Linked DNA regions of Sus scrofa: region 1 is linked to region 2. Evidence: chromatin contacts called from public HiChIP or PLAC-seq data. All regions are on one chromosome and are shown on one strand. The core of a region is the stretch at or near the end of the contact, and the rest is flanking DNA. Distances in the headings are between cores, read along the strand shown. Region 1 holds the start of NOP2 (NOP2 nucleolar protein). Region 2 holds the start of LRRC23 (leucine-rich repeat-containing protein 23).

Region 1 (2,700 bases), core at 3-2,502, 270 kb after region 2:
GAGACATGCAGCAGTAGCGCCGGCGCCATCTGCAGGGAGCTGGCGGGCTGGCCTTTTGGGCCCTGGCTTCTCCCCACTGTAACGTCTGTTACACACAAACTGTTGTGGGTTCCCGCCAGGCTTGAAGAAAATGATCTGAATTTCTTCCTCCTTTTGGTTTTATTTTGTTGGTTTATTTTGTGTTTTCATTTCTCCTTTTTGGGGGGTATTCACAGTGGGCCGGGCCCCTGGGCGAGACACAGCTACCTCTGTTGGCATCTTTTTAATACCAGGAACCCAGCGGCTCCAGCCCCTGAGCGGCTAGAATGAAATAAAGTTGGAAAAAAAAAAAAAAAAAAAAAGGAAAAGAACCAAAAGCATAAAAAACCACAGCAAATTTCTTGACAAAAATTGAAAATAAAAGTTTCCTTGTATTTTAGTGCTCTGGTTCAGTGTGGGTGTAGGTGCAGGTGGGTGTGTCCGACGGGAGCCTTGGGACAGTGCAGCTGAAGACCAAGGGTTTCCTTGTGTCCTGAGACTCCACGAAATCTGGACTGTGCACCTACCCTCGTGCTCCGGCCGCCACCACCTGCACGCTGCGAGGAGCTCCGGAGCCCCCTGGGTTCACAGCCTAAGCCTGACTCCCAGCTTCGCGGCCGTCTCCAGGCTGTAGATGTCTGCTGTAGAGAATCAAAGGAGAATCTTCCTCGCAACATTGCGAAGACAAACCAGCGAAGTGCCGGAGCAGTTTTGAACAGCTGCTAAGCACCACCTTAGGGTTTATTTCAAGAAAGGCTGCTCTGGGTTTTCTGTTTGTGTGAAGTGAGAACACAAGATGCCGTCCTCCCGACCTCTCGTATGGGAACCAAGGCAGAGAGTTCCCTTACCTGAGGGGCAGCGCGGGGTATGGTGTCAAGGAAGAAGGTTTCAAAGTCACAGGACTTGGGAGTGGGTGCGACCTTGAGACGTGGGGCGAAAGAGGGTCCGGCTCTGACGCCTCCGTCCGAAGGGAGGGGCCGTCTTTTGGGTACCAGTTTTTCGGACGAAATCCGCCATAAGGCGTAAGGCCCACATCTGGAGGGAAGGGCGGGGAAGCTAAAGGCGTCCCCCTACGCGCCGCCTTCTCCACCTGGGAGAGAGCAGAGCGGTCCTCCCCGGCCGCCCTCTGCACCGCCTGCCCCGCGCGGCCGCGCGAATGAAACTTCCGGCTTCCGCGGCGGACGGGAAGCCCGGAAGAGGCGGGGCCTCAGCGGGCGCGCTGTGCGCTTGCGCGAGACGTTCCCGTGGTGTGGCGTCGGAGCGCCAGCCCCGCACCACACGTGGAGTGCTGTCGCTGCTTCCTAGGGCCTTCTCGGGACTGGACCCGCTTCCAGGTGAGCTGCAGCTTCGGGCGGGTCTTCTGCAGGAAGTCGAGGAAGGAAGGGTGAGGCGTCCACTTGGACCGGGGCGTGGGAAGGGGACGTTGTACCAGCGGTGTGGGACCCAGGGCCCGGGGCTCAGCGTGTAGTGGAGGTGTGGCCAGGCCTCGAGGGGCAGTGGGGCTGCTGAGTCGAGGTTCTCGTCAAGGCAGTGCCCTTTTCCACTTCAACTTGCTTCGTCTGCTCTCTGCCTTTCCCGGACAACACGCGCCACTCTACTGTCTCTCGTTTTTGTTTTCCTCAGTACCATGGGGCGCAAATTGGACCCTACGAAGGAGAAACGCGGGCCGGGCCGAAAGGCCCGAAAGCAGAAAGGTGCTGAGACCGAACTCGTCAGATTCTTGCCTGCAGGTAAGGGTCAGGCGTGCCCGTCCCCTTCCGATTCTCTAGCTTTTGCGCCGTTCTTCCATCTGTAGTGTAATCCCTCAGTTTTTTAGATTGTGTGTTCATGAGTTATTAGGAAGTAAATATGAATGGAACAATCTCATAAACGTTTAGAAATTAGGGAAGATGTGACGGGCACAAGTTCCCATGCAAGGAGATGTGTGGTTTAATGTTTAGGGCCTTCAGAGGAAGCAGGATTCCACGGAGTTGCCAAGTTTGAAAAGATTTTGTGACTTTTTTTTTTTTTTTTTGGCCGTCTCGGCAGCATGTGGAAGTTCCCAGGCCAGGGAGCGAATCCAAACTGGAGCTGTGACCTACCATACTGATCGTTAAGCGACTGCACCACAGCAGGAACTTCCAAGAAGTTGGGTTTTGCACTAAGCTCTTCTTAGATGACCTGCTTCTGTGTGGGGGTTTCATAGGTAGCCATGCAGCTCCCTTGGTGTGATCTATTGAAAATCAGCCCTGGACACAAAAGATTGTAAGACAAAAAAAGAAGAGAAGGAGAAAAAAGAAGTTGGGTTTTGAGAAGTGGGTGACATTTTAGCAGGTGGAAGTTGGGAACGGGACAGTCCAGTCACTGTGAACTGCATTGTAGAGGAGATGGGAAGGCACAGAGCTGGCTCCCACTTGGTCAGGAGTCTACTGCAGGTAGTTTGTGTTGAGTATTGTCTAAAAGATGCAGTTTATTGAAGTATAGGTAAGTGGTAAATACAATGCTGAACCCGCTGGACACATTATATCACTTCATTCTCTGTGTCCTGTGAGAGAGGCACTGCCGAGGAAATGGATGCTGAGAGGTTAATTTGTATAGTTATAAAATGATAGTGCTTTATGGAGTTCCAGTCTTGGTGCAGTGGAAATGAATCCGACTGGGAACCATGAGATTGCGGGTTCGATCCCTGGCCTTGCTCAGTGG
Region 2 (2,700 bases), core at 52-2,551:
AGCTGCAGCAACACTGGATCCTTAACCCACTGAGCAAGGCCAGGGATCTAACCCAAATCCTCATGGATACTAGTGGAGTTCTTAACCCAATGAGCCACAAGAGGAACTCCTCCTCTTGTCAATCTTAAAGATTCAGCCCAGTGTCATCTGCTCCACGACACTTTCCAAAGTGCTTGATCCGTGGAGTCCCATCCTTTTTACTCCCATAGGACTTTTTGTATAACCAGAATTTTATCTACTACATGACAAAACTGTTTTATAAATATCCTTGTAAACTCCTTGCGGATTCACTGCGTCATCTTCAGTGCTTCGCACAAATGATTAAATTTGAATCAGAAACGGTTCTAAGGGCTTCACATATGTATGTGTAACATCACTGAATCCTCACTATAGCTTATGCAGTTCATACCAATAGTATCCCCCTTTTACAGAAGAAAAAACAGGTACGGGGGTGGTTCAGGAATTTGCCAAAGTTCTCCTGCATACCCGCCTTCAGGGATTTGCACACCCTGTCAGCCTGGCTCCACAGTTGCTAAATACCACTATATTTTATTACCTCTCTACAGAATAGTCACTTAGAAAATGTTAAAGAAATAGGACTAGCTAAGCTTAGTGAATGCATACGATATCAAGGGTTCCTTGCTAAGTGCTTTACTTGGACTGTTTCAACTCCATAACAACCCTGAGGTAAGTACCATCATTATGCCCATTTTAGGAAAGAGAAAACAGGTTTAGAGAAGTGTGGCAACCTCCCCAAGGTCACAGAGATAATTAGTGACATTGTTTCCCTCCCAAGCAAGGTCTGGACCACCACACTCTGCCAGGTGAGGCCCACAGCTCAGGAATGGATGGACAGGGCAGATGAAGGCTAGAACAGGATGCAGCCCTATGACACCTACCCCTCTGAGCTAGAAACTCAGCGTATAGAACCTCAGGCTTAGAACCGGCTGACTCACAACCCGGGTCGGAGAATGACCAGCCCAAGCAACAGTGACCCAGAATCAGAAGGCCTGGGAAACAGATGTCACCACAATGGCAGACCTTACTTGACCTCCGGCCCTATATCCCCAGGCTGCTCAAAGTTCTTAACGGTGAAAAGACCTCCAGGGACCTCAAAGCGATGATACCATGAAAAGGTTAACTCTGAGCTTGGCGGGCCAGGGAAGGGTTAAGTACCTGGCGGCTTCCTCGCGGGGGCGAGGCCTGGGGGCTGCGGGCTGCTTGGAAGGTGTCCAGAGGTTAACCGCCCGCGAGTGGGCTCTACTCACTGCTTGACCTTCGCAGCCGCCCCTGGTGCCGAGTTTTGACCGCCCCGGAGGGGCCCGTGTGGGCGGGGTCTCCGGCGGGGCGCGACCTGGGGTGGCGACTAGAGGGTTAACTGCCCCAGAGGGCCCTTAGGGGCGTGGCCTGGGGCGGGGCGAGGCCTGCGGGAGGGGTTGGGGGCGGAAGCGGCCGGCGTTCTGGAGCCGGAGCTCCTCGGCGACTTTCGGCCGGGCTCCTCCCGAGGGCCGGCGACCTCCCGGCACGGGAAGCTGAGCGTGGTTCGGGGGCAGGGACAGGAGCAGGAGCGGGCGAAGGGGACGGTCCCTGGACAGACCTAAGGCGACAAACTCGCGCGTCTCAGGAGACGCGGACAGGTGGGTGAGGGCAAGATGATGGATCTAGGAGCTTTCGGGGAGCTGAGCGGGAGGAGTGGGGCAGTGAGCAGAGCTGGGGGAAAGGATGAGGCGCCTAGGTGTGGAGTCCCTCCAGGATCCTCCTCTCCCCCAACTTCTCTCTAGGTCGATCCCAAGCGGGAGCTCAACTTTCCGAAGAGAGACGTCCCAGCAAGCCTCTTTTGGGGAATCCTCCAGCTTCTCACCTCCATGGGCCAGACGGCCTTGGCAGGGGGCAGCAGCAGCACCCCCACCCCACAGCCCCTGTACCCTGACCTCTCTTGTCCCGAGGGCTTGGAGGAGCTGCTCTCTGCTCCCCCTCCTGACCTAGGGGCCCAACGGCGTCACGGCTGGAACCCCAAGGACTGCTCAGAGAACATCGAGGTCAAGGAAGGGGGCTTGTGCTTTGAGCGGCGGCCTGTGGCCCAGAGCACTGATGGGGTCCGGGGTAAGAGGGGCTACTCGAGAGGCCTGCACGCCTGGGAGATCAGCTGGCCCCGGGAACAGAGAGGCACCCACGCCGTGGTGGGCGTGGCCACGGCCCTCGCCCCGCTGCAAGCTGACCACTATGCGGCGCTGCTGGGCAGCAACAGCGAGTCGTGGGGTTGGGACATTGGGCGGGGGAAGCTGTACCATCAGAGCAAGGGGCCCGGGGCCCCCCGGTATCCCCCCGGACTTCAAGGTGAGCACCTGGAGGTGCCGGAGAGGCTGCTGGTGGTTTTGGACATGGAGGAGGGAACTCTGGGCTACGCTATTGGGGGCACCTACCTGGGGCCAGCCTTCCGTGGACTGAAGGGCAGGACCCTCTATCCAGCAGTAAGCGCTGTCTGGGGCCAGTGCCACGTCCGCATCAGCTACCTGGGCGAAAGGAGAGGTGAGGCCTGGGGCAGGTCTGGGGAGAGTGTTCTATCCCTGGTGGCTGTGGTCTGGGATGCAAGCTCAACGCCTTCCAAGAGGCGTTGTAAGTAGTGTGCCTTCATCTGACAGGTCTCCTGGCTCAAAGCCTGGGCCAGCAGCTCCACCTTCATCTGACATGTCTCCTTTC

The links. HiChIP or PLAC-seq counts read pairs in DNA pulled down with a chosen protein or histone mark.
Region 1: a contact with region 2 is called in an H3K27ac HiChIP or PLAC-seq map of alveolar macrophages. The contact joins the promoter of NOP2 here to the promoter of LRRC23 in region 2. A contact is called at or near these places in 2 of 2 datasets of contacts at active chromatin or transcription factors (alveolar macrophages and skeletal muscle).

What each region holds. Positions count from the first base shown.
Region 1 is chr5:64,104,857-64,107,556 of Sscrofa11.1, forward strand. NOP2 (NOP2 nucleolar protein) reads left to right here and starts at 1,253. Exons shown (of 16, transcript NM_001244246.1): 1 at 1,253-1,352; 2 at 1,642-1,748. The coding sequence starts at 1,646. It overlaps CHD4 (chromodomain-helicase-DNA-binding protein 4), which reads left to right. Exons shown (of 40, transcript XM_021092425.1): 40 at 1-356. It overlaps LOC102162288 (a long non-coding RNA gene), which reads right to left and starts at 1,040. Exons shown (of 2, transcript XR_297162.3): 1 at 867-1,040; 2 at 145-659.
Region 2 is chr5:63,835,328-63,838,027 of Sscrofa11.1, forward strand. It overlaps LRRC23 (leucine-rich repeat-containing protein 23), which reads right to left and starts at 1,302. Exons shown (of 8, transcript XM_013987385.2): 1 at 1,177-1,302. SPSB2 (splA/ryanodine receptor domain and SOCS box containing 2) reads left to right here and starts at 1,458. Exons shown (of 3, transcript NM_001243315.1): 1 at 1,458-1,637; 2 at 1,782-2,529. The coding sequence starts at 1,866.